Linked DNA regions of Rattus norvegicus: region 2 is linked to region 1. Evidence: chromatin contacts called from public Hi-C data. All regions are on one chromosome and are shown on one strand. Each heading gives the region's core, a stretch centred on a gene start, on an enhancer-like site or on the middle of the called end of the contact. The rest is flanking DNA. Distances are from core to core; before and after follow the strand shown. Region 1 holds the start of Pgk2 (phosphoglycerate kinase 2). Region 2 overlaps Crisp1 (cysteine-rich secretory protein 1).

Region 1 (6,327 bases), core at 1,939-4,438:
ACACACACACACACACATACACATACCACACCACACCACACCACACCACACCACACCACACCACACAAAACAAACAAAAAATCTAACAGATCGGAATTGGACAAGAGCCCATGCCTTCAACAAGGTGAACCACTTTGATCCCTAGATTGAATTGTCTGAATCCTATACCTAAATGAACCCTGCTTCCTTTTAAACTGTTTCTAATCTGTGTGGTGGCGAAGTGATAGTGATGTCTGAGTAGCATAATTAGTGTCAAACTAAAATAATTTATAAGGAAAACAAGCAAACCAAAAAGATGACCCAATGCTCATAAAGCAAACGGGTTTAGACTGCTACTGAAAAAAAAAGCGTGGGGAGGGGAAAGTGGTAGGTTAGGAGGCTTAGATCTTAAGCAAGAAAAAAATATAAATCTCTGTGTGTATCAATGATGTTTCTAAATGAGAAACCTGACTTAGCTCGTCCATTAAGGGACATGATAGGAAACACAGTTTAACAGACAATACAGAAATAGAAGGTTCTAAAGCTGAGCCACATTCTGGACTAATAACCATGCTTATCTTTTGTGTGAAGTAATCATGAAACTATGAGTAACATTTGAAAAGGAAACATACTTCGCAAATTTTAAATCTTTGATTATATTCTGTAACTCTTTCTCTCCTCCCATAATATAGTACATGGCTTCCCAGCTTAGGTAATTAAAATGTATTGATTCTAACATGTATAATAAAAAAAAAAAACAAAAGCATACGTTAATATTTGGTAGAGGATGAAAAACACAGAAGTGAATGCCTGCTCTACAAAGAGGTACCTTGCAAATAAAAGAATCGAAACATCTTAGAAGCGAGGGGCAAGTGAAATAAAAGGGATTCATCTTCTCAAAACTGTAGAAATGGGCAAGCAGAAAGAGGCAGTAAAAATTTCTAAAAGTCCAGCACTGAAAGCATCTCGGGAAGGAGTGCCAGATTAGAGGTTCTGGATCTGTAACTAGAAAATTAATTTCTGAGATAAAATCCTGCAGGAGGTTCATGGAAGCATAGCTTTTAAGGTAAAGTTCATTGCTTTTCTGTTCTGCCCCCGAGGGCTCTATTAGGTATGCACAATTAAAATTAAGGGAAACATCCTATTCTTTGCAGCTGGATTTAGAATATTTAAAAAAAAAAAACTAACCAATGAGTATTTCTGTTTCTTACATGCTTTCTTACTTTTAAAATGAGTTTTCACTGATTTATTTTCTCAATACTGAGATAATGACATTTCTATTTATTTCATAAGCTAAGATTTCAAATGTTATCCCTTACTAATTATCGCTTTCAAGCAATTCTTTATTCGTACCCTGATACTGATTTTAGCTTGCACATTAGTAGACGTATCAGTGAATTTTATTTTTTTCTTTTTAAAAAGAAAATTGTGTTAACCAAGTACTTCCTTTCCTTATTTAGGGGAAAAATATTACCACGATCTAATTATAACTGAGTTATATTTAAATAATGATGTTCTGTTAATTTGGGTCATTTTTACCATTTAACCTTCTGACAGCCTGTACTCCATCTTCTCCAATCGCAGACTGTTGTCTCCCACATTCAGAGCGAAATGAGGTTGAAGTAAAGACATCACATTCAACTTACTCAGCTCAGTTCTTTAATAGTTGACACGAGAATGGTTTCTCCCTAGGAAGGACTGTGGGGAATCCTGATGAGATCTTGAAGAGGCTAACAAAGGCGTGACAGAATTAAGATGGGCTGATACGGCTCACTGCTAGCCCTTTACCTGGGTCTTGATACCGAGTAGATGTTAACCAACATTGAGACAAGGTTAGGTTGAGATGTAAAAGCACTGAATTGGTTCTGGCACTGATCGCAGGAAACAGGAAGCAAATGCATTATGACAATTACATGTTGCTGAGGGCCTCTACCCCTGGAAGGGTTTTGCCTTCCAGAAGCTCAAGACTTGCCCCGCCTCCTGTGCTCACATGGCTGACCTTGTCTTCAGTGTTCCATTTGGCACAGCAAGTAGCAGTGTCCCCGCCTCCTATGATGGTGATACAGCCATTGGAGGTGGCCTTTACAACTTCATCCATGAGGGCTTTGGTTCCCTTAGCAAAGCCATCCCATTCAAATACCCCCAGAGGTCCATTCCAAACAATCAGCTTTGCTTGGGCCACAATTTGAGCATTGTTTTTAATGCTCTCAGGGCCGCAATCCAAACCCATCCAGCCAGATGGTATACCAGATTCTACAGTGGCTTGTCCAACTTTAGCATGCTCATCAAACTTGTCACCGGTAACAAAGTCAACAGGAAAGGTTATCTTTACGCCATTCTTTTCTGCCTTGTCCATGATCTCTTTGACGATCTTGGCTCCGTCTTCATCAAACAAGGAAGCACCAATCTTCATGTTCTTGAGTTCTTTCAGGAAGGTGAAAGCCATCGCACCACCAATAATCATGAAATTGACTTTGTCTAACATATTTTTGATAAGTTGGATCTTGTCTGTCACTTTGGCTCCACCAAGAATAGCCAGGAAGGGCCTCTCTGGCTTTTCTAAGACCTTGGAAAAATAATCTAGCTCCTTCTTCATGAGGAACCCAGATGCCTTCTGGGGCAAATTTATTCCCACCATGGAACTGTGAGCCCGATGTGCAGTGCCAAAAGCATCGTTGACGTAGACATCACCGAGTTTGGACAGTGAAGCTCGGAAGGCTTCCACTTTATCAGGCTCAGCGGTAATCTTTTGTCCAGAAGCATCTTTACCCTTCCCTTCTTCCTCCACATGAAAGCGCAGGTTCTCCAGAAGGATTACAGAGCCTTTACCTGGGTTGGCACAGGCTTTCTCTATTTCAGAGCCCACACAGTCCTTTAAGAATATAACGTCCTTGTTCAGTAGGGACTTGAGCTCAGCAGCAACAGGCTGTAATGAGTATTTGTCCGGCATGGGGATACCATCAGGCCGGCCGAGGTGACTCATGAGAACTACGGACGTGGCTCCATTGTCCAGACAGTATTTGATGCTTGGGATGGCAGCCTTGATTCTCTGGTTGTTTGTAATTTGGTTATTCTTCATGGGAACGTTGAAATCTACTCTCATGATGACTCTTTTTTCCTTAACATCCACTTTGTCCAGAGTCAACTTACTAGAAAGAGCCATTTTGATGGTATGCTGAGTGACAACCTCTGCCGGGAGGCTGTCTCGGTGATGATTTTTAACGCTTAAGTCTTGGCCCCGCCCTTCCTTTGTGAGTTCAAAGTCTCCTGTACAATAGCCATTGGTAGACTTTGAAAGGAAATTCGGTTCCGTGATTGGTCCTCCATCCTGTCGATCTTGATTTGGAAAGTTTCACGTGGTACAGACTCAAACTGCCATCCAAGAATACTAAACAGTAAAAGAGAGCACTTGGGGTTAGCGTTGGGAAATCAGATAAAAAGTACTAGAAGGTCAGATTGTTTTTCTCCTGGTTTTTGTTTCCATATCCTTTTTCAAATTGATTAGAAAAGAAAAAGAATAGCCAACCGTAAGATTACAAAAAGGAAAAAATCACAAAATGCGTCCCCACATCCAATCTCTAGTTAAACTGTAAAATTCTCTGCAGTAAAAATGATGAATATTTGAAAAAAGTACTGTTTTTGTTTTGTTTGTAGTCCAAGACAGCATACATGTTTTTTATCCTTAATAAATATTTCTGTTGAGGTCATGGACTGCCCTTAGACTTTGTGATATATTCTAGTTTTATGCGGGAATCATATTTTGTTACCTTACCTTTTATTTTTTTTTTATTTTGTTCATCGATCGATCGACCGATCGATCAATCTGTCTATTTATTTTTAGGCTTTAGTGAGAGAAAGCTCGCTTCTGCAGAAGAGCCAGCCTTCCTACCAAAGGAAACAAACATCACGGTTCTTTCAGATTCAGAAGGTATGTCATTGTGTTTCTTATTTCTTGTTTTCTTACTCCTTGTATTATTGTATAATTTAGAAATAATGAATAAAATATGTGATCCTTGGGTTGAAGGGTTCTACAAGAAATTAAATAAATAAAAAAAATTTCAAAACCCTGCTAAGGGTGGCTGAATAGTGAAACTGGTACAATGTCTTTCTAGCTCTGCATGTTTGTTCAGGATTGCTTAGATTGAATTTTTGAACTTTCATTGTTCTGTTTCTATGATTTCTTGGAGACTGACTGCAATGGCATAGGATCTATAGGATTATCACAATATTAATTATAAAATTTGTGAATGTGGAGAGTATTTTCACACTATAATATCATACCTAACTCTTTTAGTTTTCATTGTTGAGGTATTTTATTTCTTTACTTTTATGCTAGATTTTATTTGTTAGTTTACTTATTTATTTTGAGACTATTGTGAACACCAACGTTCCCATAGCTCTCAGTATGTTGCTATTGCTGTATGGAATGGGTACTAATATTTGTAAGGTAAATTTTTGTCCTGTTTTGCTAAAATGTTGATAATCTGTAAAATTTTTCTATTGGAATTTATGACATCTATATATAATATATCATTGAAAAACAGTGATAATTTGACCTCCTTTCCTATCTGTATGCATTTGGTTTTCTTCTAGTCTTATTGCTGTCGCTGCAGTTTTACGTACTATGTTGTCAAGGTATGAGGCTAGTGGACAGCCCGGTACTTTCCTGATGTAATCAAATAACTGGGTATTTCTCCATGTACCATAAAGTTGGATTTGGGTTTGTCATATAAAGCTTTTATTAGATTTTATATTCCATCCTATGCTATTCTGTCTAGGACTTTTATCATGAAGCCTTGTTGGATGTTGTCAAAGGTCTTTTCTGCATATATATTAAGAAGATAAAATGATCATTTGTCTTTTAGTAATTTATATGATTTATTACATTTATTGGTTTATGTGTATTTATTCAATTTACATCTCCAGAATAAAGCCAAATTGATCCATTTCAATGACCTATTTGACAAACGCCCATATTCTGTTTATAGTGAGGGTATTTCCTATAATCATCAGGGATATTGGCCTTAATAACAATAATAACAATAATAACAATAATAACAATAATAATAAGTAGTAGTAGTATTTTGTATTCTTAATAATTTTAATAATTACTATTTTATCTACTATGTTATATCATGTGTCATATATCATGCATCATGCATTACATATTATGATATATAATATTTTATTATATATTATTCATATTATATAATATATAATATTTATGTGTTTATATATGGTATATAATATATTTTATATATGGTATATAATATATTGCATACTTTACATAATACTATATATTATATGATATAATTTTATATATAGTATATTATAACTCATATATAATATAATATATATAATTAGAAGAATTATTTTACTCTCTGTTTCTTTTTCCCTACCTACCTCATTCCTTTCCCTTTCCATCTTCTTCTTTTCCTTCTTTTCCTCCTCTTTTTCCTGTTAGTGTTTCTTTTTTCTTTCTTTCCTTTCTTTCTTTCTTTTTCTCTCTTTCTGTGTTGTTTGTTTATTTGTTTGTTTGCTTTGTCATAGGCTTATTAATGTGTCCCCAGTTCTAATTCTTATAGCTATGTTTGTTGTTTCCACATAATTTAACTTTGGCATTTGGTTGAATCTAGATATTCTAACATAGTAAAATACACATTTTTAAAGGAATAATTTACACTATTTATTTGTGTTTCTTTAGTGTTCATTGCAATGTCTCCTGGCAAGTGTCTGATTTTGTTACTGTGGATCAACTTTTATTTTTTCTTGTTAGCTGAACCAAGTGTCTTTCCATCTTTTTTTTTTTATTTTAAAGACCACAAAACTTTATTGCTTAAAAAACTAGCCCTTAGTTTCAATGATTTTTTTTTATTTTTTATTTCAATAATTTATGCTCTGATACTTATTATTTCTTGCTGTCTACTGGATTTGGTTTTGGCTTTTTCTTTCTTTTCTGAATGTTTTTTTTAGTTGTATCAGGAATTAATTTGATTAACTCTATGGAATCTTTAGAGGCACTTAGAACTATGAATTCCCTGCTAGGACTGCTTTTAATTTACAGAAAGATTTTTTCTCTGTGTTTTGCTTTTTATTTGTATTTTGAACTAGAAAAAAAAAGTTTACCATTTTTGTGGCCTCATTTTTAAAAATGTATTCATCATTCAATATTGTGTTACTTAATATTCATGAATTTATATCATTACCAGAGCTTCGTTTGCGGTTGAATTTAAACTTGCAATGCATATGTTTCCATAAAATTCACAAAGTTATGCCAGTTTATCAGAATCTCTTAAGATTTACATTGTGTCTCAAGATGTGACCCATTATAAACAGACTAAGTAAAAT
Region 2 (6,327 bases), core at 2,127-4,626, 270 kb before region 1:
CATGCAATAGACTTCATGTGACAAGAGCCACTTCAAAGAAGTGATATTAATTAATAATTTTCTGGTAGCATCTCAAACTGGATAGAGCTCTCTATAATCAACTGATCACGGAATCACAAACTGAACCACAGGAAGAAATTGTTGATACACACAATGCCTTCAGGAGAAACGTGTCCCCGCCAGCCAGGAACATGCTGAAAATGGTAAGTTTAAACATATCATCAGTGGAGATGCATGGGGCACTGGGGGCATTTCCTACATCGTTACTTAGTCCTATGTACTGTTACTATGCCAATTGTTCGGTCATTGCAACAAATCTATGACATAGCAGCAGAAGAACCTGAGTCTAAGAGGATGTGAGTAACTCTCCCATGTACATGACAGAGCAGTTCAGATATGTGACAAGGATTTGAGAATCAGGATGTTCGAATTCATAGCTAAAAAATTAGACAGACATTAAACACTAGTATTGAATTTCATTGAATTCCATAGAAATCTAGAGACCCAGCGTGGCAGTGCAAAACCTGATGGCTACTATCACAAGACAAATTTAGGGACCTTGGTCATCATCCTTGGGCACAAGAGAGCCAAGAGTGATGGAGTTCAGATAATAATGCAGGCCCTAGAGCAAGAGTTTTCAACCTATGGTTTTTAGTCACTTTGGAGGGCCACATAGCATGTTTGTATTATAGTTTACAACATTAAAAAATTACAGCTATGAAGTAGAAACAGAGTAAATTTATGGTTAGTGGTCACCACTATAGGAGGAACTTTACTAAAGAGTCACAGCATTAGGGAGGTTAGGAAATACTGCCCTAGAGGGGGATCCTAAATGACAGTACTCTCTTGTGAACAATGGAGAGGAAGCAACAAGAGAAAAAAACATGTAATTTCTGAAAAATTATCTCTGGACCACTTTAAAAAGTAATAGTATTATTTGATAAACTATCTTAAAAGGGTTAGTTGCCGTAGGAATCCATGTTTGTGCTACTCTTAATAAATGTTCTTGAGCCAACCATAGTGGTTCATATCCAGAATCCCAGTATTCAGATAGACTACCAGGCTGAGGCTAAGGATAAGGGTATGTACAAATCTAAACTAGGCGGTTGGTGAGCTCCTGAAGAAATATTCTTATAATTAGTAAAAGTAATTTAGTTTATTTAATTTTGCACTACAGCTGTCTCCATTTCAAGGAGTCTCAAGAATATAATCTGTTTTATGCTAAATCCTTCATTCAAGGGAAGATCGCCAGAGACTCTGATCTTAATTATATTAAAGATAATTTCCATCTCCTTTCTGCCAGATGAACAAACAACTATTTCTAGGATTGCCTCTCTATTGCGAAGTCCTATTGTATACAGAAAGTAATTTTGGCGTTTTATATTTCCTCAGCTGGACACACACACACACATGAAAGAGTAATCTTTCTTAACTTGAAAAATGGAAAAAAAATTTGTTTTGTAGGGGCTGGGGATTTAGCTCAGTGGTAGAGCGCTTGCCTAGGAAGCACAAGGCCCTGGGTTCGGTCCCCAGCTCCGAAAAAAGAACCACAAAAAAAAAAAAAAAAAAAAAAAAAGAATAGTCTTACAGCCAGAATACAGCAAATTCAGAGGCGAATGCCAGCAGCAAACCACTGAACTGAGAATAGGTCCCCGTTGAAGGAATCAGAGAAAGAACTGGAAGAGCTTGAAGGGGCTCGAGACCCCAAAAGTACAACAATGTCAAGCAACCAGAGCTTCCAGGGACTAAGCCACTACCTAAAGACTATACATGGACTGACCCTGGACTCTGACCTCATAGGTAGCAATGAATATCCTAGTAAGAGCACCAGTGGAAGGGGAAGCCCTGGGTCCTGCTAAGACTGAACCCCCAGTGAACTAGACTATGGGGGGAGGGCGGCAATGGGGGGAGGGTTGGGAGGGGAACACCCATAAGGAAGGGGAGGGGGGAGGGGGATGTTTGCCCGGAAACCGGGAAAGGGAATAACACTTGAAATGTATATAAGAAATACTCAAGTTAATAAAAAAAAAAAAAAAAAAAAAAAAATGTGTTTTGTATGCTGTCAGCTAGAAGAGTAATTCTGCGATAGAGCCACTAGATGGCAGCATAGACACAGTAATTATCTTCTTAGCGTCCATGCTGAGAAAAATTGACTTTTTCTCTAGAGCGATGGCAATAATTCTAATGCTGCTTTCTATATTGTTATTAAGTCCAGTGAACTTAGTGTGTTCTAAAGATTTGATTCAAACACCAAGCTCAAAACACAGAAGCAGTGGAAAATGAGTCCAAAAGGAATTGTAATTGTTCTTACATCCTTAGAGAATTTATACAAAAGTATGTGAGTAAAGCAAGTAAATTCTATAATTGTGGCTGACAGTGTAGCACGTAGCAGACTATGGGGATGCTGGTTTCAGGAGTGTCAGGATGTCACCACTACTCCCATGTAGGCATTTCTGAGTGGTTTAAAAACAATGCTTAAACTGAGCCCATACTACACTAATTCTGCCTACATGAAGAGTTCAGAATACTCTCAATTAACTGATTCAAATTCTCTGTTGTGTGACACTTAAAAGCTTTAAAACTCTGGTTCTCAGCTGGAGAGATGGCTTCGTAGAAAAGAGCACTGGTTGCTCTTCCACAGAACCCATGTTCAATTTCCAACGCCCACAGGGCAGTTCACAACTAACCGTCTGTAACTCCTTTTCCAGGTGATCTGACAGAACCACACAGACACACCCGTAGGCAAACCACCAATGACATTAAAAAATAAAATTAAAAAAAAAACATTGTCACACGCAGGAAAATATTGCTCAGGGGCAGTTCTCTCTTTTCAGGTTAGTTGGTATCAAGTTGACAAAAACTAGCCAGCATTGAGGAAGAATAACTGACAAGTTATTGGGTTACCTTTCTGATTTTGATCTGTTTTCATGAAACTCTTTACTTAAATTCTGAGAAACAAGCTATGGTCTGAAAGTTATGACGTAGTTTTAAATTGTAACATCACAGGAAACTGAGATGAATTACACACTTGTCTTCTTTTTGTTCCTACTAGAATACTTAAGGAAAATGTCACCATGTAAAAGTTCTGTTTCCACTAGAAAAGATGTGACAAGTCCACTTTCTTTTCTTTTCTTTTCTTTTTTTTTTTTTTTTTTTTACAAAAAGCAAGAATCTTAGGTAAAGAAAGCCAATTTCATTGTGTTTCTTGGTATCTTAGGTAGAGAAAGCCAATTTCACTGTGTTTCTGGGTATCTTATGTAGAGAAAGCCAATTTCATTCTTTTCTTGCATCATAGAGTTGGAGTTCAGCTGCTGCAGAAAATGCTAGAATTCTGGCGAGGTACTGCGACAAGTCAGACAGTGACTCACTTGAAAGGAGACTACCAAGTATGTTTGGGTCTGTAGGACTCAACTTGTATTAAATAGCTTTCCCAACACTGGAATAAAATGCTTGCAGGGGAGTGTGGTGGGAGATCACTTTAAAAGGTGGAGTTTTGTTTTTATTTCATGGCTTCAGAAAGTACAGTCCATGGCTTTTCAGCTTGAGTGATTTGGGACAGAACTGAGGCCACATGAGATGATAGAGGGTAGAGTAAAGAAGGCTGTTCCCCGCTATTAGAAAAGAAACTGGATAGAGAGAAAAAAAATAATAGGAAGAAAGTACACTGTTGACATGGATCTTCAAAGATCGAACTCTGTCACATGGACTCCATTTCTCAAAGCACCTACAACCCACTCAGCTACATCATCTATTGAACACGTTTCAACAGGTGAGAGCTTGTGGGACAGTTTAGATAAAACTGAATTTTAAATAAATAAAGATATTAATGAATAGATTACACCTCAAAAAAAAAAGCATTCACACAAGCAACTGGACAATAGAAAGCTAACAGATTTAATCTACAATAACCTTCAACTATCCTTGATGGTAGATTGTACCTTGATACACATTGCTTTTGATTTTTAAAGTTTGGATATTCTTAATTTTGGAGTTTAAGCTCTCATCCATGGGAGGAAGCAATCATGACAAGCAGCATTAAAGCATTGATTACATCTGGATAGCTGGGAAGTTTCCATCCAATGCTATCTTAGTTGTCCACAATTTCAGAGTGGGGATTTCCTTAGTTTTGGAGCACAGAGACATGAGGAACTGTGGAACTACCCAGATAAACAATTTTGAGTTCTCAAAGACAGGCTCAGTTTTGTCATATAAACTGAACAACTACTACCCAATATTTAATGCATCATATGGAATTTCACAACATTTTAAGGAATGCTTTCTTCCAAACTAACTTTAAAAAATACACATACAACTTTATGCCTACAGATTATTGGTACTCTTATGATATGGTGTTCAACAATGGGGCTGTCTTTATATTCTAGAGAAAGACAGATTATTCTTCAGTACCATATCTACCTGAAGCATGTATGATAAATGTGTCTAATGTCTTTAAGAATGTGTTCCCTCTTTGTAACTGCTTTTATCTCTAGAGCTTGTTCACTTACAGCTACCACAGCTCATACAGACTTTTACCATCATTTTAGACCTGTTAGGAGACAGGTTGAGAGATCTGAAGGCTTGAAGGGGCTCGAGACCCCATATGTACAACAATGCCAAGCAACCAGAGCTTCCAGGGACTAAGCCACTACCTAAAGACTATACATGGACTGACCCTGGATTCTGACCCCATAGGTTGCAATGAATATCCTAGTAAGAGCACCAGTGGAAGGGGAAGCCCTTGGTCCTGTTAAGACTGAACCCCCAGTGAACTAGATTGTTGGGGGGAGGGCGGCAATGGGGGGAGGATGGGGAGGGGAACACCCATAAAGAAGGGGAGGGGGGAGGGGGATGTTTGCCCGGAAACCGGGAAAGGGAATAACACTCGAAATGTATATAAGAAATACTCAAGTTAATAAAAATAAATAAATAAAGCTTTCTCATCATCTGTCTCACCAGACTTGACACACCATACTCATTGAGCAAAACAGATAGACAACCGAGTTTATTTTCTGTTTTAAAACAATGCCTAGGTGACCCTTAAAACATTTTTGAAGTAAAATGAGGAGAACATCTGTGTTCTACTTTATAAAAATATTATACAGCCATCTTTCCTCATTTCAGATACATTTTGTGGAGAAAATATGCATATGGAAAACTATCCCTCTTCCTGGTCAAATGTAATTGAAATCTGGTACAATGAGTCGAAATATTTCAAATACGGAGAATGGCCATCCACAGATGATGACATTGAAACTTATCACTACACCCAGGTAATCTGTATCCTTCCAGATACACACATGACTGGATACATGTGTAGTTAAAAAATAAGTATTGGTTTTCTTCTCAGAAGTAAGGAAAATGGCCCATGAAATCCTACCCATCTAGTTCCTGAATTGTGACCAGGACAATGATAACACCGCTTGTCTTGACAGTGCCAACAGGGGAAATTTTACCTGATCCCGCCTTTTAGTTGAAGTACAGGGCCAATGACTGCTCAGCTAAAGACAGTGTCAGCATTGGACATATGAGAAAGCAAATAGTAAAGAAACTCAGTAGGTTGAATATACAATGTATATGTACATATATATATACATATATGTATATATATATATATATACATATAATGATTAAAGAAGTAACAAGAAGCTCATGGGAGGAGTTTGAAGTGGGAGAGCCAAAGTGATATAGATACACATGTATGATGTTCTCAGTAAAAGATACTTTGTTTGTATTTTTCTGATTAAATGAAGATAAAAGACAAGCAATAAAATTACAAATGGCTACCACACCTGCTGAAGTCTTTATATAGGTTCTGGAGTTCTATACTCTGGTCCCCAGTGGAAAAGGCAAATATTTCGTCACTTCCCCACCCCACTTAGCTTCTTTATTAGCATATATTAATTGTATAAAATAATGTTTGTTATGAGAGTTCTTACATGCATGTTATACTCACTTCTTTTATTTTCTATTTATTTTCCCTGTCCTATCTCCACATTCATCATTCTAATGGTCCCTTTATTACCATGTCTCCTTTTGACACATGGACTTCATATGTGAGAGAAAATCTGATCCTTCCTTGATTAAGGAGGTTATCCATATTCACTCAATAAAAAGATCCATAGCTCTATATATTTTCCTGCAAATGGCATAATTTATTGTTCTTAGTGTTTAAAAAAAAACTCTCTTTTTATTCTTTCTAACAAATTCATCAAATAACAGCTACCTAGGCTGGCTTGTCTATTGTGAATGGTACTATGGTAAAGACAAGAGTGCCTATCTCCAAACTGACCTCCTCAGAAGATGCACAGTTTATATTCCTACCAGCCA

The links. Hi-C and Micro-C count contacts between places; a contact is called where the count stands out from the background.
Region 2: a Hi-C map of the A7r5 cell line shows a contact between it and region 1, with 3 times the contacts expected there. The contact joins the enhancer-like site here to the promoter of Pgk2 in region 1. A contact is called at or near these places in 11 of 12 Hi-C or Micro-C datasets (the A7r5 cell line, the Rat2 cell line, frontal cortex and 6 more).

What each region holds. Positions count from the first base shown.
Region 1 is chr9:27,973,774-27,980,100 of GRCr8, reverse strand. It overlaps Pgk2 (phosphoglycerate kinase 2), which reads right to left and starts at 3,188. Exons shown (of 1, transcript NM_001012130.1): 1 at 1,622-3,188. The coding sequence starts at 3,142. The coding sequence ends at 1,889.
Region 2 is chr9:28,246,795-28,253,121 of GRCr8, reverse strand. Crisp1 (cysteine-rich secretory protein 1) reads left to right here. Exons shown (of 8, transcript NM_001039393.2): 3 at 69-203; 4 at 3,296-3,386; 5 at 5,122-5,270. Among named protein-coding and RNA genes, the nearest start is that of Crisp1, 15 kb to the left of the region's middle. Within about 2 kb of position 3,376, at least 1 of the 93 cell types and tissues checked has an H3K27ac peak or open chromatin away from gene starts, as enhancers often do. A contact at or near this core is called in the A7r5 cell line, where this site is marked.